2 separate regions of the Mus musculus genome follow, and region 2 is linked to region 1. Evidence: chromatin contacts called from public ChIA-PET data. All regions are on one chromosome and are shown on one strand. The core of a region is the stretch at or near the end of the contact, and the rest is flanking DNA. Distances in the headings are between cores, read along the strand shown. Region 1 overlaps Orc3 (origin recognition complex, subunit 3). Region 2 holds the start of Slc35a1 (solute carrier family 35 (CMP-sialic acid transporter), member 1).

Region 1 (6,471 bases), core at 1,473-3,972:
TGGCAAATAACCAAATATTTCTTCTTGTGAAAATTTTAAGTATACTTTGTTATTAATAACAATTGGTTTTTTAAACCAAGAAATAAAGACAAATCAGCAGGATGGTGTTGTTTTGATTCATAAAACACTATTCTTTATACTGTTGTCAAACATTTTAATCTTCAGCCTTACCATTTGAAAAATGATAATCACTTAATGCTAATTTATCATAGGATTTGTTCGCTAGGTCACATTACATGAACTCTAATTAAAATTATGGTATCTACAGTCTCTTTATGTCCTTAAGAGTTGCTTCTCATTGGTGAGAGTGCAACTGTGATCTGATCTTACACACACACACATACAAACACACTCACTCACTGAGCTGGAAGCCAAGAGAGATTGGCTCTAGTCTGTGTGCTGTATCAATAGCTGTGAAGTATAAAGCAGTTTACTTTTCTTCTCAGAGTTGAGTTTCTCGTAGCTGGAATGATCTCAACTTGTAGACTTTTAAGGTTTTTACTTCTGTGAAATGGTTCAGGGTCACTGCTGTGGAGCTCCCTCTCACACATAACTTGGAGGAAGCAAATTGGCACTGCTTACCACCTTAATCTGTAACTGAGCACCTGTCAGAGACCCCCTGCAGAGGAGCTACAGGGGTCTGAGGACACATTTCCACACAGACAGCTTGCTATAAGTAAAGGAGTTTAAAGACAAAGGAATATCTGCCACAGGAGGGAGTCAAACAAACATTCCAAAGCAGGTATTTCCATGATGCCATGAGGCAAGCCTCTTTCCTCACCCCGTCACAGCACCCCAGATAAGGCAAGAGTACAGAATGGTCTATCCAGAGAATGAGAACTGCCTGCCACCCATTCTCACCTGAAGAATGAAAATGATGTTCTTCCATTTGATTTTCTACATTGTTTAAAACAAATCCAGAGGCGAAATGCCTTTGCCTGTTTGCACTTGTTAAGATGTTACCTTCAGAGACTGGTCTGCTGACTGACACCGAGGCGTTTTGATGACACTCTGGTTAAAGGACTGGCAGGGCGGGATATTACACTTACCATCGAGGTTCTGAAACTGGGTCAGGAAATCCTTTATTTTCTGTGTTGTGTTGCCAAGCTGCTTTTCAGTAGAGGAATCTAAAACCTCAATACAGCGCTGAAGTATGCTCACCAGTTCATCCTTTGCCAGCATTCTAGACAGACAGGGACAGGCCATGTAGCACAAGTAGAAAACTAGCGCACCTCATCAAGTTACTTTTGGTAATAGTGTTTCATCCCAGCAAGAGGAACTTAACTAAGACAGGACTTATGTCAACAGCCGGAGCCAGTGAAAGGAGCCAGGGAAATGGCGGCACTTTATAACCTGAGTTTGATCCCTGCAAACTCACATAGTAGAAGGAGAAAACTACCCAGAGAGTCGTCCTCTGACTTCCACATACATGCCCCCGCCCCTAGGTGCCAACAAGAAATTAAGCACCAAATTCAGACCTAGAATTCCACATTGAGAGTCGAATCCATGACAACTTCAATGTATGAGTTTGTTTTGCAGTAAGCTCCTAACAACGCACTTAGGACATGTAGACTGAACAGTGTTTCGTTTTTCTGTCTGTACTATGTGCTGAGATGGTCGTGGTGAGTGAGGTGTTGGAGGCCACAGAAGCTATTACTCCTGGCTCATTTTGAAACCGTTTAGAACCTCTGAGCGTGGAAGACATACCTAAATGAGATACATTTCTGTTTGGAATGCAAAAGAAAATATGCTAGATTTTGAAGATTTACATTTACGCTCCTGTTCTGCCAACTAGGAAAGGCTGTTTTTCAGACTTTATACAAACAGCAGAAACTGTCTCTGATGTTTTGTACATGCCTTATGAGTCTACAGGAGGGAGACATTTGCTGCGAAGCTGCAAGCTTCTCCATCACGTGTCTTTGGTGGTGGCCCCAGTGTACCAGTCCTTGTTAGAACTGCTATGTCTGATCCTCAGCGCTGTTGAGCTCAGCTTAATAAAAACATGGAAACTATACTTGGTATTTATTGGTTTTGCTTTATTTATAGCCCCAACTTCCACTTTAGATCTAGGCAAATAAATTTTGAAGGTACGCGCGCCTTTTAGTCTGAATTATGAACCTATTAGCAGTGAAACAATCTCATGCAAGTCCCTTAGTCCCTTTCTATGGTTCAGATTCCCAGGGAAAACGTGGCTAACTAACCTGCCGGAAAGGTGTGCTGCACTGGACTGCAAAATGTGCTCAGGGTGCCTACGATAGTACTGGCACACAGCAAGCGCTCGCTCAATAAAAGGCAGTTCCTGTTATCAGCATTACTTCTATAGTCCAGGAACTGTACCCTACTGGATTGACATTTATGGGCTCCAACCAGATTACTAAACCCGAAATTTTATGAGTAAGTTTTTTCCACATCAATGAATTTATGAATTTGGGACTACCTAAGAGGAGAGGGATGACAGATTCCAATAATAAAGTTATAACACAAGGCATCAATTGCCCGGGGTGCTGGAGAGGTGACTTGGGGTAAACTTGCTTACTCCCTAGCAATACCAGCTTACCTCAGTGCCATCCTGGACTAGCAAAGTCTCAGAAACCTTCTATTCTAAATTTATAAACACACAAAAACAATTTAATGACATTTTTAAAATGGGGAAAAAAGGTCTGAGCATGGTGTCATGCACCTGTAACCCCAGCACTGGGGAGGAACTGCAGTGACTCATGGCTGGACTAAATCCTCTTAGCTAGACCAGCAAGGAGTACAAAGCCTGCCTCAGAAACAAAACTTTTCAGTGAAAATCAAATTTCTTTGGGGATTTATTTTCCATATAGTAAGAAATTTCAGTTTCATAGTTACAGTGCACCTAAATCACTAATAATTGTATTCCAGTTTTTAGAATTTGGGTCAGCTTGAGTAAGAATGTCCCCTGTATGTTCATGTGTTTGCACATTTGAGTATCAGGTAGTGGTGCTGTCTGGGGAGGCAGAGGAAGTGCAGCCTTGCTGGAGACAACACAGCACCGGAAGCTGGAGGCCAGCTCTGTAATCCTTGTGGTTCCATGTACTGGCTAGTTTTGTGTCAACTTGACACAGCTGGAGTTATCACAGAGAAAGGAGCTTCAGTTGAGGAAATGCCTCCATGAGATCCAACTGAAAGGCATTTTCTCAATTAGTGATCAAGGGGGGAAAGGCCCCTTGTGGGTGGTGATAAGAGAGCAGGCTGAGCAAGCCAGGTGAGGCAAGCCAATAAAGAACATCCCTCCATGGCCTCTGCATCAGCTTCTGCTTCCTGACCTGCTTGAGTTCCAGTCCTGACTTCCTTTGGTGATCAACAGCAATGTGGAAGTGTAAGCCGAATAAACCCTTTCCTCCCCAAAAACCCTGACTAAGACATTCCAGAAGCCTGCCACCTGCTGCAGTGCTGCCTGCTACCACCACAAAGTAAACCCCCGCAGCTCCCTTCTATACACTGCCTTGGTCATGGTGATTTATCACAGCAACAAAAAGTAAGTAACGTCCTACGGTGCCCGTCTGTTCTTCAGGGCATGCAGGGAATGAGGACTAAAAATAAATCTAGTTAACAGACTTCTTTCTAACAAGTTCCGGTTGCTAGGTGTGGCATGTACACTGCCAGAGGCATAAGGATTCTGAGTTCAAGGCCGGGCCTCTGCTACCCAAGGAGGCATTATCTCAAAAGGAAAATAACTGAATACTGTGTTTACCTCCACATTTGTACCTACTGAGGAAAGTTTAAACCTTGATAAAAACCTACCTCTCATTTTGGTTCCCTTTCTCACTATGGAAGTGACTGCTATCTGCATGCGTGAGGAGAATGCACACGGTGACTTTAAATACAATGCCCCACCCCCACCCCCCACGGCTCATATATTTGAACACTTAGTCACCGAGTAGAATTCTAAAAGAATTGTAAGGATCAGGAGGTGTGGCCTCCTTGGAGAAAGTGTGTCACTGGGGGGTGGGTTTTGAGGTTTCCAAAGCACATGCCAGACCGAGGCACTTGCCTGTGTGTGCCAAGTGTACTGGTGCTCTCTGTCATGATCTCTGCCTCTCCTCTGCCTAGGGACTAGCATGTAGCCCTCAGCTCCTGCTGCCTCACCTGCTGCTATGCCTTCTCCTCTCCCCACAAGAGGATAATGATCAACCTCTGCAACTGTGACAAGCCCCCAGATAAATGCTCTATTTCATAAGAGTTGTCATGGCCTTGGTATTTCTTCACAGCAACAGAACAGTGCCTAAGACAATGCACATGAGTGTGTGGGTAGAAGTACCCATGTGTATGTATGTAGGATACATGCAAGGGATGACAGCAGGGGTCCTCCCTATTGCTCCAGCTCCACACCCTTTTTTAAGTCTCCGTTACTTAGGTGTGTTTGTGTTAGTGCACATGTGTGTGCACAAGAATGTTACAGCACGTGTGGAGGCCACAGGACAACTTGTGAATGTCAGGTCTCTCCTTTATATGGCTATCAATGACTTGCTCAAGCTGCGATGTGTGTGGAGCCAACTGAAAAGCCAGCCCTCCACCTTAGTTTTGGAGACAGGGTCTCTCACTGAACCCAAACCCTGAGGTTTTGGGCTAAGCTAGCTCACCAGTGAGCTTCCAGCCACAATGAGGTCTGAACCCAGGTCCTCTCCAAGAGCAGCAAGCACTGAGGCCCCTCTCCAGTCCCTAACTTGTTAGCTTTTAATCACTTAGGGAAACTCAGTCAGATTGGAAAGTGAAAATTACAAGACTGGCAAGACCTTCTTTCTGAGTTCAGCACCCAAACCTTGGAGGCCAACAGCAACAAGGCTAAGAGGGCCCAAAACCACAGTAAATGTGTGTCCCTTTCTCTTAAAGGGACTCCTTGGGTAAGTTGTTTGTCCTGAACAGAGGCCATGAAATCTCCAAAGGCTGGGCTCCAGCCAGTATACGTCCCCTAGGGAAGAGAGTTGGTGGAAACGGGCATGCCCCAGATGCTTCCACAGGCAGCTACATGGTCAACAGGGATTTCCATGGCGGTGACCCATACCTACAGGAAGGACTCAAGGAGACTGATGACTTTCAAAATAATGGATACCTACATGGTCTTAAAATGCAATAGCAAAGTACAGCCACAACCATTAAACAGTTTTGCAAGGTTTATCACATATGTGAGATTTCAGAATGTTACTGAGTCCCCTTGTTGAAGATTAATCTATTTTCCAGGAAATACTGAAAATGAGAACCAGGAGATACCTACTGAAAGAGTAAACCAGTTGAGTACTTTAACTTTTTCTTCACAAGAGAACCCAAAATTAAATTCAGATAGGAATCTATGCCAAACAATCAAAGCCTTCCTTGAGCACTCCCTAAATCTCTGTCTTTCTGTTCATTCACGATTGATGTCTTCCAGATTCCAATGCCTAAAACTTTATAAATCTAACTAAAGGCTGCCAACACTTGACCCCTTGACACCATGGCCTCCTTCTACCTCAAGTAACACTATGCATCCCCACTTTCCCTTACTGTGAACCCTAAAGTTCTTTCACTGTCTCAGTTTGGCTCCAAAGCAGCTAAGATCAGTTGTTACCCTGTATCACAAAAAAATTGGGTCCTAGATCCCTGAGAAGAAAATGTTAAAAAATAAGAGTGCAAATCAGACACATTCAAGTGATGAAGGTAAACAAGAGGTCTCAGAGCTGGGTATGCACTAAACAGCCAAATTTTAAAAAACAGAAAAAAAAAGAGAGGGTGGGGTGGGGGAAGCAGGGCTCTAAACAACTGAAGTCTTTTTACAATGATAGTTTGGTTACATTTGGCCCAAAATCAATAGATTAAAATGTTTTCTAATTATATCATATGAGCAACTTCAGGGCCGAATGTAGAGCTCACTATGCTAGTCACCTGTCACGTGCTGTGTGCTGAGAAGGTGCCCTGGAAGCACAGACGGCATTAAGAAATAGATGGTTGCTGCATCAACACCACTAGAGACTGCACGCATCAATTCAAAAGGTGTTTAAATATTCTTACATACAGGCTACACAGGAAGCTTTTGGGCAGACAGGAGTTCTGGAGGAAGGTGATACTGGCAGGCTTAAAGCAGACACACAAAAAAGAACAACAGAAGTTACCTCAGCAGCTGCAAGGCTGACTTGTACTCCTCCGAATCCCATATCTTCTTTTCTAAACATGTGCAATACAGCTCCCTAATCTAGAAATGTAGGATATGATTTATGAGAAATAAAAACCACATACCAAGTTTATAGGCTACTAGTTGTGCAAAATCATCATGTTGATGCAATTAAAGTATCATTAGAGATGGAATAAACAACTGATTGAAAGTTTAATAGCTAAGTTAGCAGAACCTCACACAGGCCATTGTTCTAGTCAATCTCTAATCTGATCTAAGGATCTGGGGATTAATTATTCTCCCATCCACATGCCTCCCACACAGGGCTCGTAGGTTAGGGATATAATAAAAAGGTCACGTCA
Region 2 (6,471 bases), core at 1,293-3,792, 110 kb after region 1:
TCATAGGTAAATAAAATAGGTGTTTCAAACAGATACTTTAAAATATGATTACACAAGAAGCTAGGGAAGCAGTGTCTCCATATAAGTGTTTCCTCCTTGGTGAATTAAAGCAGGATTTGTAAGTTGTAAGCAAGTTCTTAAACCAAAGAAGTAGTACAACAGAGAAGAAGAAATACGCCATATAACTATTTATCTTTCCTTCCTAAATGGTCCAATCTGCCAGACCAGCAATGCTTATGTAAAGGGCACTGAGGGAAGTACTATAATACTTCCATTGTTCTAAAACTTTCTTATGAAAGAGTTTATGACTCCAGAAATATGGAGCAGTAACATTTAATCCGTCAGTACAAGAACTACACCATCCATAGTTTTATATGATGGTTCAGAATAATGGAAAAATGTGTAAGTCCTATCTCAAGACACATGGAAATAATAGTAAGTTAAAATTTTGGCGTCCATAAAGTGTAATTAGGAGACAGCTATGCTCATCTGCCTTAATTATCTTGCCTATAGTTGTAGGGTTCAGCAGCTATGGCGGAGACTAACAGCTCTCTACAGAAAGACTGCCTGCCATCCATGACCTGAAATTATCAATATTCTCATAACTAAGAAGTGAAAACTCAAATCACTTTTTTTTTGGGGGGGGGGGCTGTGTTAAAGGTCCCTGGTTCAAAAAAAGCAAGATAATTTAAATACTAAAGATGTTTAACTCCAGAAAACATACTTTTTTTTTTTTCCTTTCCTTGAGACAGGGTCTCTCTATGTAGCTCTGGCTGGCCTGGTACTTGCTATGTAGAGCAAGCTGACCTTGATACAGTTCTGCATGCCTCTGCCTCCTAAGTGCTGGGATTAATAGGCATAAGCCATATCATGGTGTTTTGTTTTGTTTTGTTTAAGACACCCATAATGAAAAGGTCTGCAAATGTAATTCTTGAAAATAATTACTAATCAAAGTAGAAAAGTCTAAGTTTGGATACTATAAAACATAGATGACTTTGGTCTGTAATACCACTTTAGAAGCACATTTCAACTTTTAAAACCAATCCTTGTAACCATGATTTCCACTTACATTTCAGTTTACCATAAGATCAAAACATTTCTTCTACAATTCTTCATTTTCCAGGATGAAACTTCATTGATTAGGAATGTCAACGTTCCCAGGTAATATAAATATTCATGGTACGCAGCTACTTTAAACTATCCTAAGAATTCAAATCATATCACGCCATTAACTAGAAACCTGGCCCACTGATCATCCAGCACCCCCTTTGTGGAGAATCTGTTACCTTCCACGGCATTTGTTTCTGGGTGGAGAATATCCCCCAGAAGAGTCAGTCTGGAGTTATCCTTTTGTTTTCCAGTTACATTTTAGGGGGACTATTACTGTCATACCTGAAAGCTTGGACATAGCAGGAAGTAGCAGGTGAGTAATCGTTAAGATGACTCTATGTAAGGAGGTATAGAAACTGTATTTCATTAGGATAAAAAAGTGCAACACACCCAAATGTAACAACGTATGTGCTGGCAAGAAGTCTAAATCTGTAAACAACCCTTGCGGGTACCGATCTGCCTGCTGCATCTTTTAAGTGTTCATTTGTCAATCGCCCTACTTTTCCTATTACCCTCTTCCCGGATGCTACAGGACTTATCTGATATGGGACAATCCACCACCACAGAAAACTTACATGGCGCCTGATGTTAAATGTCAAATCCCCTCCCCCAAAGATAAATAATTTCACATCCACGCAAAAGGATATTCTTTAAATGCTTGTCCAACATTTATTTAGACTTAAAGCCAGTGCTCATTGGGGAAATGGTGAAAAAACAAAAACAAACAAACAAAATTAAAAAAAAAAAAAAAAGCGACGTTGTCGCCAGGCATGAGGGCACAGACCACTAATCCCAGCGCTTGTAAAACTGAGGCAGGAAAATCTCCCCGAGTTTGAAGCCAACGTGGGCTATAGAATGAGACCATGTAGTGTTGGTTCCTGCTTTAAAAATAAATAAATACAAAATCGTCACCGCCTTTTGGCCTGTCCTAGCCACAGTGCTATAGAATAAAACCTCAGCCTTGGGGCCAGCTTACGTAAAACCTGAAAGGACAGCCACCACAGCCCTGGCCAGACGGCTCGCCATCGGGAGGAGCAGCGCGCGCCCTCAAGCCCAGGGCTCCGAACCACAGCCTCGCTCCAGGCAGGGACCTGGCCGGCGCCCGGGCGGCTCACTGCACCGGTGTGCGGGTGCAGCCCGCTGCCGCTCCCTGCAGGGAGGGCTCGGCCCCCAGAGCCGGCCCGGCCAGCACACCCCGGGCCGCCGTTCCCTAGCGACCGCCCGCAGCCCGGCCTCACCTCTCGCCGGAGCCATGGTGCCGAGAGAGTCTGCGGAACTGACGCCCCTGCGGCCATAGAGACGCACCGGCCTAGAGAGCCCGCCGCACCACACGCGCGAGGAGGAAGCGGGGGCTACGGCGGAAGCCGCGCGGCGTGCGGAGCGACAAGTCTGGGAGACTCGGTCCTGCGGGGGCTCGGAAAACCGCAGCTTCCGGTCGACCGAGGGGGGGCGGAGTCAAGGTGGCCGAGCGTTTCCTTCTAGAGACCAGCCCCTCCGAGAGGATGGGCCCCGCAAGAAGGATTCTGAAATGCTCTCGATTATTCCTTTGTGTGAAGACCGTTAGAGAGGCTCCGAGAACTCGGACTTTTATAACTTTCAACTCCATCACGGCCTTCCATGGTTACCTCTTGGATAAATTTAGTATATATTACATACTGCTCGGAAGTACTGTGTCTGTCTTCATCATCCTTACTGTCACTGTCTAGCTTAACTTGGTAACTTCAGGCAGCAAAAAGACCTCAGAAAAATTAGATTGTATTAACAGGCACTTCAACCGCTCTAATGGTTACTGTGACTAGAGGATGTTATTAGAAAATAACCCCGGGTGGAACAACATTATGAACTAACCAGTACCCCGGAGCTCTTGACTCTAGCTGCATATGTATCAAAAGATGGCCTAATCGGCCATCACTGGAAAGAGAGGCCCATTGGACACGTAAACTTTATATGCCCCAGTACAGGGGAACGCCAGGGCCAAAAAGGGGGAGTGGGTGGGTAGGGGAGTGGGGGTGGGTGGGTATGGGGGACTTTTGGTATAGCATTGGAAATGTAAATGAGCTAAATACCTAATAAAAAATGGAAAAGGAAAAAAAAAAAACTATACCTCTAAAAAGTTGGAATTCTCAGGACCTGAAAACCCAACTGCTTATGAGCCAAATAAGGCCGCAGAGTGGGAAGTGGGAAGCGCTTAAGCCACAGCGGGCTCTGAGGCAGACAACAGAGCATAAAAGGATCAAGCTGGAATGCCAGCCAGTCTTATCAGACATTCTGATTTTTTTCAATGAGCCCAAAATTCAAATATAAATATCAATTCTCTGGCTTTTAAAAGGCAGCATATGAATGTAGGCTTCACTTGTTCCAGATAGCAAGGCTCATGATATAGAAATCTGTTATCACTAAATAGCAATGAAGCAGAGCGTTGTGTTTCAGAGTGTCAGGGCTTAACATTTTGTAGGGTTTTAGAAGCAGCCTCTATTCCAGTGATAAGCATACTACTATCTAGCTGGCATTGCAATGTCAATCTTAATGCTGTAAACTTTGTCTAAAATATAAAACAAATACGCGGACAGAGTTTTACTTGTCAATTTTAATAAAACGAAAAATGTACTACAGAAACTGCTTTTAGATTTGCATAACAGTCAGGCAGGATACGGTGCCCTAGTGCACAGTCACACAACCAGTGACTGTGCCAGCCCCGCAAATGAGCTTTATACACGCACAGCACTTTAAACCCTCCATCCGTGCCACTAAGGAGCAGCTTCCTGTAAACGTCCATCTCTAGGTTTCGTCCACCGCTCTGGTTAAGTTCACCTTCACCCCATAGGTTGTTTTGCTTTGTCCCCCACGAAGGCCAGCTATGAAAATCTGGGGCCTGGGCACTCGGCTGCTGCCTTCTCTCTTGGACTGGGTGCTAGCCTCTTTCAAAGGGTACACCTGTGAGGTGTTATCTCTTCTCATGTGGCTAAGGTCAGTCTGGACGGAGTGAGTAATTTTCTGGCGCAAATTAGCCTAGGTAGAAAGAGAACATAGGGAATAATGTTTCTCTAAAAAAATGTAAAAAATCAGGCATTTAGTTAATGTTTGCCTATTAACTTTCCATTTCACAAATAAATAATGCATTTTTCTATGATGGTGAGGATGGATGATGACAGGGAGGCTGAGGGTGGGGAGGAGGGTGGGGAGGAGGGGGAGGAGGAGGATGTGTATGGTATGATTGCAGGCATGTGCATGCCGTGGTGTGAATGTGGAAGAGAGAGGAAAACCCCTGGTATTAATTCTCTCCTTTTATGGCAGGTTCTGGGGAGTGAACTTATCAGCTTGCATGGCAAAAATTAATCAAGAACAGAATAAACTTAAGAATCCTTTACAAAGTGGGAAAACCTGTGACATGCTGAGACTGAGCTGAAGAGAAATGCACACGACTGGGTTGCGACGGTCCAATATGAGAAAGTGACGATTTATAGTGGGTTTTTAGAATGAGCGTCACACTATGCTGACAATATGAAAATCTGTTTCCAGCTTACTCGTTTTTCATCTTGCTTACTTCTGTTCATGGATAACTGGAAAACATGAGACTAGACAGATTGCACAGGCTAGTAACCATGGAGGATGGGGACTAGATGCCATAACTCCGTGGTCTCAAGGCGACTACCTCGTGGAAAGCCCTAAATTCATCCTCAGCCCCACAAAGAAAGCAGAGGAGATAAGAAATAATAACAATTTGGAAAGGGTAAGAAAAGCATAAAGTGAAGGAGAGCAGACCTAAGTAATTCAGAATTTGAACCATCATAGATCCAAATCTCTACATTCATAAGACTATGTCATTTCATTATTTTTGATAGAATAATTTTATTATTCCAAGAGACTTGTTACGTAAACAAATATTTTTGTGCTGGGATTAGAACTTGGGGTCTCACACATGCTATATGTAAGTGCTCTGCCACTGGCTCGTAGCCCTCAACAAGACCCAACAAGTTATCAGATTGTCCCCTATAAGATGCAATGAAGGACGCGCTCCCTTGGGAAGCTTCACTGCGCAGTGAGAGCAGTAAGATTCTGTGTGTCCGAGCCGTTGCCTTCACACCTTGCTGTCCCCACCACGCCTGGCGCTTTTCTGCCCAGTCTTATTTAAATACCCATCTTCTTTCTGTTCAACCCACCAAGATTAAAAGACCTGCTTTAACACACTTCAAGTTCTTAAAAAAAATTCTAAATACTATTCCCCCTCTGAGTGAAAGCCAAAGGTTGGTTGAGGTGGAGTTCTCCATGTGTATCTTTGCTACTGCATAAGCCAGGCCACCTTCCGGGAAGTCTCATGGCTCCACCTCCCATCTCCTGTGGGCACCCGGGGATGGCAGCGTTGTGTGCCATTGAGGCCAGCCTTTACGTTTTCACGTAGGCTTGTGGATCCCAAACTCTGATCTTTGGGCTTTTGGAGCAAGAGTCTTCCCTACTACGAAAGCCTTCCCCTAAGTACATTTTAAGTCTGCAAGCTTTCTGTCTTTATTGGGCGATCTTTTACTTCACATTTTACTTCACCATTTCAGGAGAATGGTGGATAAAACACATTACGGTTTCAGGCATAAGTGATTTTATCGCATAGAAACCATATGCCCTCCCTCCTTTGAGTTTGTTGGGTATTCTGTGACTGCTATGAAAAGAGTAACTCATTAGGTAACTTATCTATCCCCTACCTTGTGATTCAGCAAGAAACCCATGGTACAGTAAATGATACTAATGCAATACACATTTGTTGTCTTAAATAAGATATTTTTAAAGGAGGCAAGTGGGAAATTCAAAGCTTCCTACTTTAGGAGTAGGCACTGTTTTTGATTAAATTGACCCAGAATCCATAGGATAGGAAAGTACTGTGTCTAACAGAATTCGGGTAGGCATGGGGTATATAATTGTAACACCAACACTCGGGGGCTGAGGTTAAGGCAGCTGAATTGCAGGCCAGCCTGGGCTACATAGTAAAAACCTATCCTAAAGGGGGCTGGGATACTACAATTTCTGTGATTTATTTGAGCAGGTTAAAAATAGTAGAGGGAGGAATAGACTGTGTTGTTGCTATTGTTTTTGTTTTGTTTTCTGGTACATTGATTTAACTCGGGGCTGCTAGGGAAGTGCTCTATCACTAAGCTATGTTTGTAGCTTTTAATACACAACACTCAGACACACAGTACTCAGACACACAGCACTCAGACACACACACTACACACACCCAAAACACATTCACATACATATCACACACACACACACACATACAAAACACATACACACACAAATACACAACACATATATTTACACACTACCACAAATCACACATACACATACAACACACACCACATCCTCGCATAC

What was found. ChIA-PET counts read pairs in DNA pulled down with a chosen protein or histone mark.
Region 2: an RNA polymerase II ChIA-PET map of memory CD8 T cells shows a contact between it and region 1, with 25 read pairs. The contact joins the promoter of Slc35a1 here to the enhancer-like site in region 1. A contact is called at or near these places in 1 of 39 promoter capture datasets (pre-B cells), 1 of 484 Hi-C or Micro-C datasets (short-term hematopoietic stem cells), 2 of 115 datasets of contacts at active chromatin or transcription factors (intestinal villus epithelium and memory CD8 T cells) and 3 of 9 other capture datasets (adipose tissue, liver and pancreatic islet).

Annotation. Positions count from the first base shown.
Region 1 is chr4:34,578,694-34,585,164 of GRCm38.p6, forward strand. Orc3 (origin recognition complex, subunit 3) reads right to left here. Exons shown (of 20, transcript NM_015824.4): 13 at 6,111-6,190; 14 at 1,050-1,183. Among named protein-coding and RNA genes, the nearest start is that of Akirin2, 31 kb to the left of the region's middle. Within about 2 kb of position 2,723, at least 50 of the 459 cell types and tissues checked have an H3K27ac peak or open chromatin away from gene starts, as enhancers often do. A contact at or near this core is called in memory CD8 T cells, where this site is marked.
Region 2 is chr4:34,684,896-34,691,366 of GRCm38.p6, forward strand. It overlaps Slc35a1 (solute carrier family 35 (CMP-sialic acid transporter), member 1), which reads right to left and starts at 2,543. Exons shown (of 8, transcript NM_011895.3): 1 at 2,349-2,543. The coding sequence starts at 2,364. Cfap206 (cilia and flagella associated protein 206) reads right to left here. Exons shown (of 13, transcript NM_001347062.1): 13 at 3,679-4,119. The coding sequence ends at 3,889.